Regions from separate parts of the Mus musculus genome. Here regions 1, 2 and 4 are each linked to region 3. Evidence: chromatin contacts called from public HiChIP or PLAC-seq data. All regions are on one chromosome and are shown on one strand. The core of a region is the stretch at or near the end of the contact, and the rest is flanking DNA. Distances in the headings are between cores, read along the strand shown.

Region 1 (2,700 bases), core at 128-2,627, 66 kb before region 3:
TCCGTCCTAAGCAGACAGACAGGAGAGGCAACTCAGTTTTTACTTACTAGGCCATTTTTCTACAGAAACTGTTTATCAAGGCTGTTAATTCATGCCATGCTAAAATTCTGAATAGTAATGTCATACTAGAACTTTATCTCTAATTTCCTTTTCAGTCACAACAGTAAAGTGTGTGCGTCTGCTTATCCTCCGCCCCAAGACAATGACAATCATGTGACAGCCTACTAAAAACGCTTTTATCAGGGTGCGTTTCATAAAACCACCCGCCTGCCTCAATGGAAGTACTTCAGAGGTTATGACAACATCTGCAGAGAGTTTTGTAATAGTTCGTGCACAGCAGCCAATGTGTTCCTGTTTATGAGATCCTCTGGACTTCAGTCATTTATTTGTTCACTCCAATAATCATTATATTGTGTTGATGACTACAAGAAACATTCAAGAAGCAACTGTTCTGGGCCAAACATTTTTTCTAACTCTTTGAGGTTTGAGCATTAGCATCATGTGCAAGATTTTAAGGATACTAAGACAAAGTGGAGAAACAGACACGCTGATCCCAGTTCCAAGCCCTCCCTGAGGAACCTAGACATAGATGCTGACTGATTTTGTAATTGTTGCATTAACCAAAACAGCATAACCATATTCTAGCAAACTTGCACAAACACTGAACCAAGACATGTTCATTCAGTTTAAAGTCACTCTGGCTACAAACACTTGAAGAACTGTAATGGAAACTATGAAGGTTCAACTCTTTATCCTACCTCCAGTCTGTCTGTCCGCATTAACTTCTGTGCAGCAGCTGCGGCAGCTGCTGGCACTGGAACTCCAGGATTCCCCGTGACCAACATTGGTGCAGTCGGCAAGATCTCTGCTGGAACCAGGCTTGGGGAAACAGGCCCCAGGTAAGGGTTAAAGGCTGCTGATGCACTGGTGGCTAAGCTTGGTGCAACTGAAAACATTGGCTGCAAATTGAAACAAAAAGCAAAACTTAATGGCAAGTCTCCATTCCAAATTGATACTCTACTTACAGAGTTATCATTTATTCTTCATCTATCATTCATTCTTTCTTCCTTAACTTCTATTTAATTCTGTCTTTAATTTAGTCTAAGAAGATTTCAGTATACTGATATTTGCTAAGTCATTGTTTTTCTCCAAATCTAGCAGGCAGAATATGCATTCATATCTCCAGAGGGGGTTCGAAGATTGGCATCTAGAATACTTGTGGTTTAACGTCTTAAATATCTTAGTACAGACACTTGTTTGTGCTCACCCAGTCTCCACCTTTGTGACTCAATCCTAGAAATGTGTCTGAGAAACACACTGTGTAACTGCTGTCAGATATAGTGGAAAGGTCTGTTCTCAAGTGTTAACAGGATATAAGTGCCTATCATCTGAGCAGACACAGATGTCCCAGGGGATCACAGAGCCCCACAGCCAGCACATTGACCAAATCTGTGGGCTGTGAGAGGTGATGATTACACTGTCTTTTGAGCACAGAAGAGATAGCATTTGGCCTGGTCACTTGATGTCGGTTTCTCAGAAGAAAGGTTCAGTGTTCTACAAGCCCATCCCATACTTGTGGGGCACTCAGCAATGGAAATTAACCTTCTCCAGAAAATGTCTGGAATGTGAAGCCTGACAGAACATTTCCCAGGAAATGCCACAGAATTATTAAAAAACATGGGATGGGCTGTCAGCGGGCAGGACACACTGGGGTGATGCTACTGCATTCAATGGAGAGAAGCCAGGGATCTACTATGTGTAAATGGCATTCTTTAATATGAGAGCATAAGGTCCCAAAGGACTATACCATGGTTGAGCATCCATCCTACATGACAGCTCTGCATTGTGTACACATCTGTACTAAGAACAATATGAACGATAGACTATTTAATGTATACATTGATTCACTGGGAAAAATTTATAACATAGCATAGCTCACACTGATACATTCACCCTAACATAGCTAGTCCTCCAAGCATGTGCTTTGAACACCATGTTTAATTACTCTGACAGGTCTGTGGCCCTTGACTAATGAAGTAGCCTAGAATAAGTCTTTCCATTTCAAACCTCAAGCCTATTCCAATGCGAAGCAGCTGCCCTCAGGAAATACAAAAATTCCATGTGTATTATGAAGAAGGATCCATGTGTAAAACTGGGTCCAGTGGCATTTGTCTCTCCACAAAACCCTGAACAGCAGCTAACTTCAGGCTTTCCCTTTGTGTGCTAGAGGCCAGGGCAGCACCATGACAGGGTCAGTCCTGCATGGTGATCATGCATTAAACTTCTGTCCAAGAACATTCTAGGCAAATGTGTGTTCTGTTGCACACAGTCAGATACAGGGTATGGAATCTCAGACCACATAGAAGAATTGTTATAAATTTAGCAGAGTCCTAAAAGATTGAAAGCTAATTAATATCCTTTCTCTTTGCATTCATAGCTGTAAATTAAAATGAGTTCCAAGAAAGCCCACTTGATACTTACTATAGCAAGCTACTGAAATGTTTATGTCACTGTATACTATAGGAATTACTTAAGGCAAATGCCTTCATAAAGACATTCAGGATGAAGAAATTTTTCCCTGACTTGACACAATAATGACAGCACACCAATAAAATCAGCCTCGTTAAATCTCACCAAGTTAAATACAGTGAAAACCTACATATGGATAGAATGTAGCTGTCACCAATTATGAACACTGTG
Region 2 (2,700 bases), core at 183-2,682, 94 kb before region 3:
TGTTCATGTTAGTTCTGTGGCTTTTGGGCTTTTGAACTTACATGGCTCAAAAGATATAATTTACCACTAGGATCAGTATCTAAATAAAGGTTAAGTTAAATAAATATGAGTTGGGAGAGAAAGTGGATGGGGGAGGGGAGGGGAAGAGAGGGGAACCTGATCTGGTACTGGGTGAGGGCAAAGGACTGAAGCTCTGAGTGCCAGCAGAAAGAATGGAAACAGGTAACCTAGGAAGATAGGAGGTGGGTGGGGGGGGGGCTCCAGAGACCTGGGAGGTGAGAGACTCTCAGGACTCAAAGGGAGGGACCTTAGATGAAATGCCTGACAGTAGGGAGAGGGGACTTATAGAACCCACCTCCAGCAGGAAGACTAGGCATCAAATGAGGTGGGGCCCATCCTACAGTCAAAACTCTAACCGATAATTGTTCCTGTCTGAAAGAATTACAGGGATGGAAATGGAGAGGAGCCTGAGGAAAAGGTCCAGCAACAGGCACAAAGTGGGATCCAGCTCAAGGGGAGATCCCAAGGCCTGACACTATTACTGTGGCTATGGAGTACTCACAAAAAGGGACCTAGCATGACCATACACTGGAAGACTGAACAAGCGGCTGAAAAAGTCAGATGCAGATATTTGCACCCAACCAATTAGGGAAGGCTGAGAGAAGCTGAGGAGAAGGGCAACCCTGAGGAGGACCAGCAGCCTCAATTAATCTTGACTCAGAGATCTCTCAAACACTGTACCACCACTGATATGAGGCCCCCAACACACGTACAGTAGAGGACTGCCGGGTCTATGTTCATTCAGAAATGATGCACCTAACTCTCAAGAGGCCGGACGGAGGACCCAGGGAGTTTAGAGGTCAGGTGGGGTGGGGGGTTGGGACATCCACGTGGAGACTGGGGACTGTGGAGATCTATGGGATGTGGAACAGTCAGAGGGTAGACAGGGGTGGGAATAAATTATGGAGTGTAAAAAAATAATAAAAATTGTAAAAAATGTAAAAAAAATTTATGTAAAAACATAAGTGAGTTGATTTGTATATATATCTCATCTTAAATCTTAAAGAAATTCCTTTGGCAAATGAAAATACAAGGTTCTTTATGATGTATAGTGTTTAGATTTATAAATGGAAGGTTAAACTCTGTGTGCTTTTGGCCCTAGGCATGAGTTATTTGCTGTTTTAACATCCTGTTTCAAAAACAATAAAGCAGTAATGTCTCTATGAAGGCAGTCTTTATAGCTGATTTCATTGAAGGAAATGTGTGCACTTTCTTAAATCTCAGCCAGTGAGATCCTAGAGGCAAAGTCCCCTCTTTCCTCTGGCCCTTAATTTTCTCTTTTTCTACCATGTCATCAGAAGTGAGGTGAATGCTCCTGGGTTCTGTGGCACTTATTACTGACAGGGAGATGAGTCAGCATTCAACAGCAAAGACAGCACACAGAGTATGATGTCATGGTCACATTATGTTCATTTTACTTCATTCAAGCCTCTGCTCAATGTCACCTCTGAGAACACTAGCTCTTGTGCCCGAGTTACCATACTTACCTGCTAGCAAGTCAGCCCAAGCTATTTTGTATTGTTGACTTTTTGTTAGAATTACCGTAAGTAGATATAGCTAATACTGATGAAGGTATCTTTTTAAGAAGGGTAAAGGGGAAGGGCAAATCATAAACCAAGTCCCTTGGATGAGTGATGAAGTAATGGATATATCAAATGAGCTTGTTTTCCTCGTATGTGTAAGAAAGAGTTGGTACCTCGCAGAGGGTCCCGCTCCGTGAGCTGAGGACTTCTGTAGTAATAACTTCTTCTAAAGGACGTGTTTAGAAGGAAAAACATTATATGCGGTATTTTTCAGGTGCATTTAATTGTTTCAATAGAGCACAGCTTCATGTGGAGTAATGTCAATGTTACAGTGGATTGTTGTGGTAGTATTTTCATCAATTAAAAGCATCTGAAATAGAGTTTGGAGATACAGCTCAATGGTTAGCAGGGCCTGAGTGCAGTTTCTAGTACCCGCAATTGCCTGGAACTACAGCTCCAAGAGATCTGGCATCCTCTTCTGGCTTTCAGTCATCCACACACATGTGGCATATACTCATACAGTCAGGCAAACATGTATGTAAGTAAAATACTAAAAGCGAATCTGTAACAGAAAGACTGAGGATACCTGATGAACTACAAGACTAGTTCTTTATGGTATTCAAAACAACTGTAAAGCTTTCTCATTTGTATGAATGCCATGCACAATGGTGGCATATGTTAAGAATAACATAAATGTCCGACAGAACTCAAACAGTAATGGAACTGTTATCTATAACTCGTACCAATAATAATACATTCATCATCATTATTATTCTTTGTAATAAGTTTTAGAAATTCGAAGGTATCAACTTTCAAGAGAGAAGTTTGCAGCCTTTGACAAATACTAAAAGCCAAAGTGAACACATAATAAAATGAAATGAGGAAACTTTGTTCTTTACACCTACCAGGTATGGGATACCAGGTATCACCAGCTATTCGACTTCAAGTTATAGTTCATTCAAATACAGTCAGTCACATAATCACACACACACACACACACACACACACACACACACACACAAGTTATGCAGGATATGGCTTAGCCAGATGTATAACCACTGTGCCCCTTTGAATTGAGTGCAATCATTTATCTTATTAATGGGACGATCTTTCAGAC
Region 3 (2,700 bases), core at 122-2,621:
TCATGATATTAAATAATAAAGTCAAGGAATTTGAAGTCAGCTAAAAATACTGATTTTAATATATGAAACCAAATATTAGAATAAGGAAAACCAGATTTACATATGGACTTTTTTTTCATTTGTCTTATGTTTTTCATTTGCATCATGAACACAAAACAAACCCAAATGGGGAAAAAAAAAGAGAGAGAGAGAGAGTCAAATTCTCAGGAACAGATCTGTGCTAAACAGAAACGAAGTGTCAGACGACTCCTGATATCATGGAAATGCATTGTCACCAAAATATATTATCATAAAAAAGATCAGGAGAAGCAATTCAAAGATTTTTCCCAAAAGAAAAGTCTTGAAATATATTAGAATAATTTGATGGAGCCTAGACTCCAGCTGGCTAGCATAAGCTGCAAGCCTGACCCGCCAGCTCTGGGTTCGGCTGTGCCTGGGATGCCAGGCACGAGCACTTCTGCTGCTTCATTTCAGGCTCCAGGTCTGTGGTCCAGTCCTGTGGTTAGCAAGATAGCCCATTACCCACTAAGAAGCATCATAACCTAGAATAATTTGAAGGTATGTGTAAATTTGTTTAGATCTTATATTAGAAGATATTTGATTTAAATGTTGATAAAACTCATGCATGTCCCCAATGTAATACAAATTACATCGCATAGTGTCTCATAAAACTGAAGAAGAGCATTTGTTTAGAAATTTTCTAGTAGTAACATAGGAGGAACTGCATGATCAAAAGTTAAACCTTTGTAATCCTTAAAAAATATCATGGTTCTAGAACATGATCAACAATGAAGTAAAAACATTGGGTCCAACCAACCCTTGGTCTTTTCCCAAGAGTCAAGAAGAAATGACAGATTTCAGTATCCTTAGTGGGGATAATTGAAGTTATACCTTTTGCTATGATGAAATAACAAGTATACAGGACCTTGTAAGAAGGATTATCTCACAAAACCAAATGGCATTAGAAGTAAACTCAACTTTGGATTCATTTTCTAGTATGCAAAGAGTAAAGAAAATAGAAACGCTATATAGAAGCAGTTAGTTGAATTTATAATTTTAGGCATTTTACAGGACAGAGGCAAAGGGCATTAGGGGAAAACAGGAAGCAAGAATTGTTATACTAGATACAGCATCCAAATGGAATATAAAATGTTTGTTAGAGGCTGACCTGTGTAAATCACACACACACAAACACACACACACACACACACACACACACACACACACACACACACACACACACTTTAACTGAATATGATACTAAAGAAAACCAACCAGTGATCAGAAAGCTAAAGTGAAAGTGAGACTGGCATGTTCCCCATTTGGCGTATGGTAAATCTGTTGCTGACTTGTGACTAAATCTGGTTTTCAGAAGCCCACAGCTGATCTACCAGAATCCACTGCTTAACTGGACGCTGAGAGCAAATGTGATTCATTACACTGATACACTTATCACACTTATATGAAAGGTGCTTCTGAGATGCATTGATTGTCTATTACATGCTACATTTTTTAAAAGTCCCAATTGTATTACCCAAAATATTTTATGGGGTCAATTTAATTATTGATTTACACTCCTAATGCTTATAAATGGTAAGGGAAAGGTCATGTTTTCAGTATTCTGCATTAGGAAGAAAAACTCACAAATCTGATTAAAGACAAAAATCAATCCATAATATTGCTGTCTAGCTTGTAAAATGATTCAGACAATCTCATTAGTCAAATCAATGTATTTTTCAGTCCAACAGTACAGACTGAGAACAGATTATACATATATGATTTTTGTCACTGTGCTACTCCAACTTACTTAAATATGTTCAATTAAAATATTTTTAGCATTTTATGTTCATGACTGTTTTCATAGCTTGGACACTGTCTTCCAAATCATTATTTCTTCAATATATAATATATGACCTACCTGTTGTGATGGGATTAACTGGTTATTTTAATCATACAAATGGAGGAAAGCTTGGGCATGAGGAGAGAGTTAACTTATTTTCATAATGTTGTATACTCTACCCAGCTTGACATCCAACACAAGTCAAAGGGTATCTATTTGCAGCCATCCTGTGCTAATCACTTGGGTAGGATATTTTACAGGTGACTATGGCATATCCTTTGCTTTTATAAGTTTCCAGACAGGACTGAGTTAAAAACCTCACAGAGATAGTTAGTGGAAGAACAGAAAGTTTTGCCGTGTCTCTCTTTTGCCGAATTTTATACAGTAAAATAACACAATAAAAGTACCACTCCATTTTTAAATTACTGATATTGTTTTCAGGGCTGACCATTTAGTATTACATAACCAATTGGTACCTTCTCTCGGGTAGATTATTTCTTCTGTTCTAAGCAGACCTGAATGTATATACACACAAGTAAAAGGTACTATTATACAGACTACATATGTCATGTTTATGTATTTAGGAACACACTTATATACAAAGACACATTAATGACAGTAAAAGAAAAGGAGGCCATGAATTTACACAGGGAGTGAGACATATGAGCAGGTCTGGAGATAGGAAGAAGAGGGGGCAGCTATATGACTATATTTCAAAAATTATATTTTAAAATGTTTAAAATATTTCTAGAGTGTAGCAATACTACCTGGATTTTCAAAAATGTAAATGAAGAAACTGCAGATTAGGGACTAAGAGGGCCTCTTAGGAAGAAACTGATAGGTCAAGATTTTTAAAGGAA
Region 4 (2,700 bases), core at 159-2,658, 68 kb after region 3:
TAGGTATGGCCCTATGAACTCATGTGTTTGAATGCTTAGTGATAGGGAGTGACACTATGAGGATTATGTGTGGCCTTGTTAGAGGAAGTGTGTCACTGTGGGGGTGGGCTTTGATATCTCCTATGCTCAAGCTATACTTAGTGTGGCACACAGTCTCCTGTTGCCTGTGGATCAAGATGTAGAACTCTCAGCTTCTTCTCTAGCATCATGTCTGTCTGCTTGCATGCTGCGATGCTTCCCACCATGAAAATAATGGACTGTAAACCTCTGAACTATAAGCCAGTCCCAACCAAATGTTTTCCTTTACAAGAGTTGCCATGGTCATGGTGTCTCTTTACAGCATAAAACCCTAACTAAAACAGATATATAATTTTAAGTTGCCAGAATTCTGTGCATGATGAAATCCCATGCCAGACTCCCTCTATGTGCCTAGTGGACCCACATTGTGCGCACTACCTACCCACAGTCAATTATTATCTACTTTGGTTCTTAGTAGCCCTGCCACACTGTCTTAGGACCTGTACTCAAGTAACCCTGTTTTACTTGATAACGACCCCAACATTCTAGAATAGTGATGCTCTACCCACTTTAATGTACCAAGAGAAGCCATGAAGGACTCCCTCAAAAGGAAAAGGCGAACACTCTTGGCAATTCAAGAAGAAAATAGATCTCATGGTGATGTAATTAATGTTCATGGTAAGGACACAGAAAACACTCACTGGCATAAGTAGGGTTTGGTGCCAATTGTTCTCATGCTTCTACTGTGAGAAAATCTTGAAATATTACCATTTTAGATAATGGGTGGACCACAGAAGTTACGTCTCTTTCCTGACATCAGTACTCTGTCTCTTCTGTCTAGAAGATGAGCATTTATGCTTCTGTGCATTTATTTTGGTGACTATGCTTGAGGTTTTGCCAGCTTCCCAACTTTTGCTCTGGCTAACTAATCCAGCCTACTGCTCTCTTTTTCTTCATCTGAATTTTTTGAGGTAATTACCAACACTGTTTCCTCGTGTCTTTCTTCTATGTTTGTATCAAATGTAACATAGATTTCACCATTTTAGCATGTTATCTGTACCTTCTGAAGCCATCAAGTGCATCCACATTTTTGGAACCTTTAGCTCTTAGCCTTCAGGACTTTCTCATCTATGAACACTGAACAACAACCTGCCCTCCCTGTGCTCCCTAGCAACCACTATTCTATTTCCAGGACTTGACTATTCTAGGTACTATACATAAATGGACTCACATGGTCTTTGCTCTCCTGTGTCTGGTTTATTTCATTTAGGTTCATAAGTGTCTAGCCTCTGTCCAAGTTACCTTCTTTTCTCAAGTTTGGCCAGAGTTCTGCTGTGTGAATATGCCACATTTTGTTCATCTGTCAGGGGACAGTGGGTTGTTTCTTCCCTTGGGGGGTTATGGAGGGTGCTGACCTACACATTGTTGTGCAAGTATCTGGTTGAGCCTCTGCTTCCAGTTCTTTTTGATACACACACACACACACACACACACACACACACACACACACACACACAAAATGATACATCCTCTATTGCCACGGTTAATGTTGGGAGGAAGTGGAACACTATTAAGTTTATTCGTGTCACACTGTCCTTCTGCATTTGTATTCTTGCTTCCTCTTATTCACCAAGTCTCCTTGTTAGTCAGGAAATGAGCTCTGTCACCAAACTGCAAACACATTAAAGGCTTCTCTTGCCATCACTTTTCAGCACATGCCCTCTACTGACCACTTCCTCTCCCTGGAAGTTGAGTTTCCATTCTGGGCTTCCTCCTCGCCTTCTCTGATTTTCTCATAGGAGCTTCTAGCTGTGTAAATGTTAGATACTGCTTTTTCTCATAATTTAGTCTGATAAATTGTCTCATCACACTGTATTTTCAACATGTTTCTACTTGAAGTTTCCATTAGCAAATAGTAACCAATTCTTAATCTTTCCCTTCAGAATGCATGTTTTCCTGGAGAAGTTTTGATGATACATCCTCTATTGCCACGGTTAATGTTGGGAGGAAGTGGAACACTATTAAGTTTATTCGTGTCACACTGTCCTTCTGCATTTGTATTCTTGCTTCCTCTTATTCACCAAGTCTCCTTGTTAGTCAGGAAATGAGCTCTGTCACCAAACTGCAAACACATTAAAGGCTTCTCTTGCCATCACTTTTCAGCACATGCCCTCTACTGACCACTTCCTCTCCCTGGAAGTTGAGTTTCCATTCTGGGCTTCCTCCTCGCCTTCTCTGATTTTCTCATAGGAGCTTCTAGCTGTGTAAATGTTAGATACTGCTTTTTCTCATAATTTAGTCTGATAAATTGTCTCATCACACTGTATTTTCAACATGTTTCTACTTGAAGTTTCCATTAGCAAATAGTAACCAATTCTTAATCTTTCCCTTCAGAATGCATGTTTTCCTGGAGAAGTTTTGATGTTACAAAGTCCTAGGTGTTTCCATGTAATGTGGAAGAAAATAAAATCAAAGATCTGCTTCTATTATTCATTAAGCAAGGCAACCATTATTTCTGTGACATTTCCTCATCTGTAAGGGGGGCCTTAAATATTCACCTAAAAATATTATTGGAAGGTTACAAAACAAAAGGTACGTTCTTAAGGATTGTAATATAACATAAAGACAAAAAGTCCACTCAAATTCTCTCCATTGTTTTGCTACCCATGATGTAAGTTGTGT

Evidence for each region. HiChIP or PLAC-seq counts read pairs in DNA pulled down with a chosen protein or histone mark.
Region 1: a BATF HiChIP or PLAC-seq map of CD8 T cells shows a contact between it and region 3, with 11 read pairs. The contact joins two enhancer-like sites. A contact is called at or near these places in 1 of 39 promoter capture datasets (liver), 4 of 15 datasets of contacts at CTCF or cohesin (CD8 T cells, the G1E-ER4 cell line, the NIH/3T3 cell line and 1 more), 74 of 484 Hi-C or Micro-C datasets (the AML12 cell line, the AtT-20 cell line, B cells and 52 more), 15 of 115 datasets of contacts at active chromatin or transcription factors (CD8 T cells, the HPC-7 cell line, bone marrow-derived dendritic cells and 10 more) and 3 of 9 other capture datasets (adipose tissue, liver and pancreatic islet).
Region 2: a contact with region 3 is called in an H3K4me3 HiChIP or PLAC-seq map of bone marrow-derived macrophages, with 2.5 times the contacts expected there. The contact joins two enhancer-like sites. A contact is called at or near these places in 1 of 115 datasets of contacts at active chromatin or transcription factors (bone marrow-derived macrophages) and 3 of 9 other capture datasets (adipose tissue, liver and pancreatic islet).
Region 4: an H3K27ac HiChIP or PLAC-seq map of microglia shows a contact between it and region 3, with 3 times the contacts expected there. The contact joins two enhancer-like sites. A contact is called at or near these places in 2 of 39 promoter capture datasets (neutrophils and pre-B cells), 10 of 484 Hi-C or Micro-C datasets (CD4 T cells, CD8 T cells, the G1E-ER4 cell line and 4 more), 8 of 115 datasets of contacts at active chromatin or transcription factors (CD8 T cells, the HPC-7 cell line, bone marrow-derived macrophages and 5 more) and 3 of 9 other capture datasets (adipose tissue, liver and pancreatic islet).

What each region holds. Positions count from the first base shown.
Region 1 is chr3:60,601,953-60,604,652 of GRCm38.p6, reverse strand. Mbnl1 (muscleblind like splicing factor 1) reads right to left here. Exons shown (of 10, transcript NM_020007.4): 4 at 759-959. Among named protein-coding and RNA genes, the nearest start is that of Mbnl1, 100 kb to the right of the region's middle. Within about 2 kb of position 1,377, at least 84 of the 459 cell types and tissues checked have an H3K27ac peak or open chromatin away from gene starts, as enhancers often do. A contact at or near this core is called in CD8 T cells, the CH12 cell line and long-term hematopoietic stem cells, where this site is marked.
Region 2 is chr3:60,630,148-60,632,847 of GRCm38.p6, reverse strand. No RefSeq gene overlaps it. Among named protein-coding and RNA genes, the nearest start is that of Mbnl1, 130 kb to the right of the region's middle. Within about 2 kb of position 1,432, at least 17 of the 459 cell types and tissues checked have an H3K27ac peak or open chromatin away from gene starts, as enhancers often do. A contact at or near this core is called in bone marrow-derived macrophages, where this site is marked.
Region 3 is chr3:60,535,887-60,538,586 of GRCm38.p6, reverse strand. All of the region lies in intron 2 of Mbnl1 (muscleblind like splicing factor 1), which reads right to left. Among named protein-coding and RNA genes, the nearest start is that of Mbnl1, 36 kb to the right of the region's middle. Within about 2 kb of position 1,371, at least 44 of the 459 cell types and tissues checked have an H3K27ac peak or open chromatin away from gene starts, as enhancers often do. A contact at or near this core is called in CD8 T cells, the CH12 cell line, bone marrow-derived macrophages and 2 more, where this site is marked.
Region 4 is chr3:60,468,304-60,471,003 of GRCm38.p6, reverse strand. No RefSeq gene overlaps it. Among named protein-coding and RNA genes, the nearest start is that of Mbnl1, 32 kb to the left of the region's middle. Within about 2 kb of position 1,408, at least 51 of the 459 cell types and tissues checked have an H3K27ac peak or open chromatin away from gene starts, as enhancers often do. A contact at or near this core is called in bone marrow-derived macrophages and microglia, where this site is marked.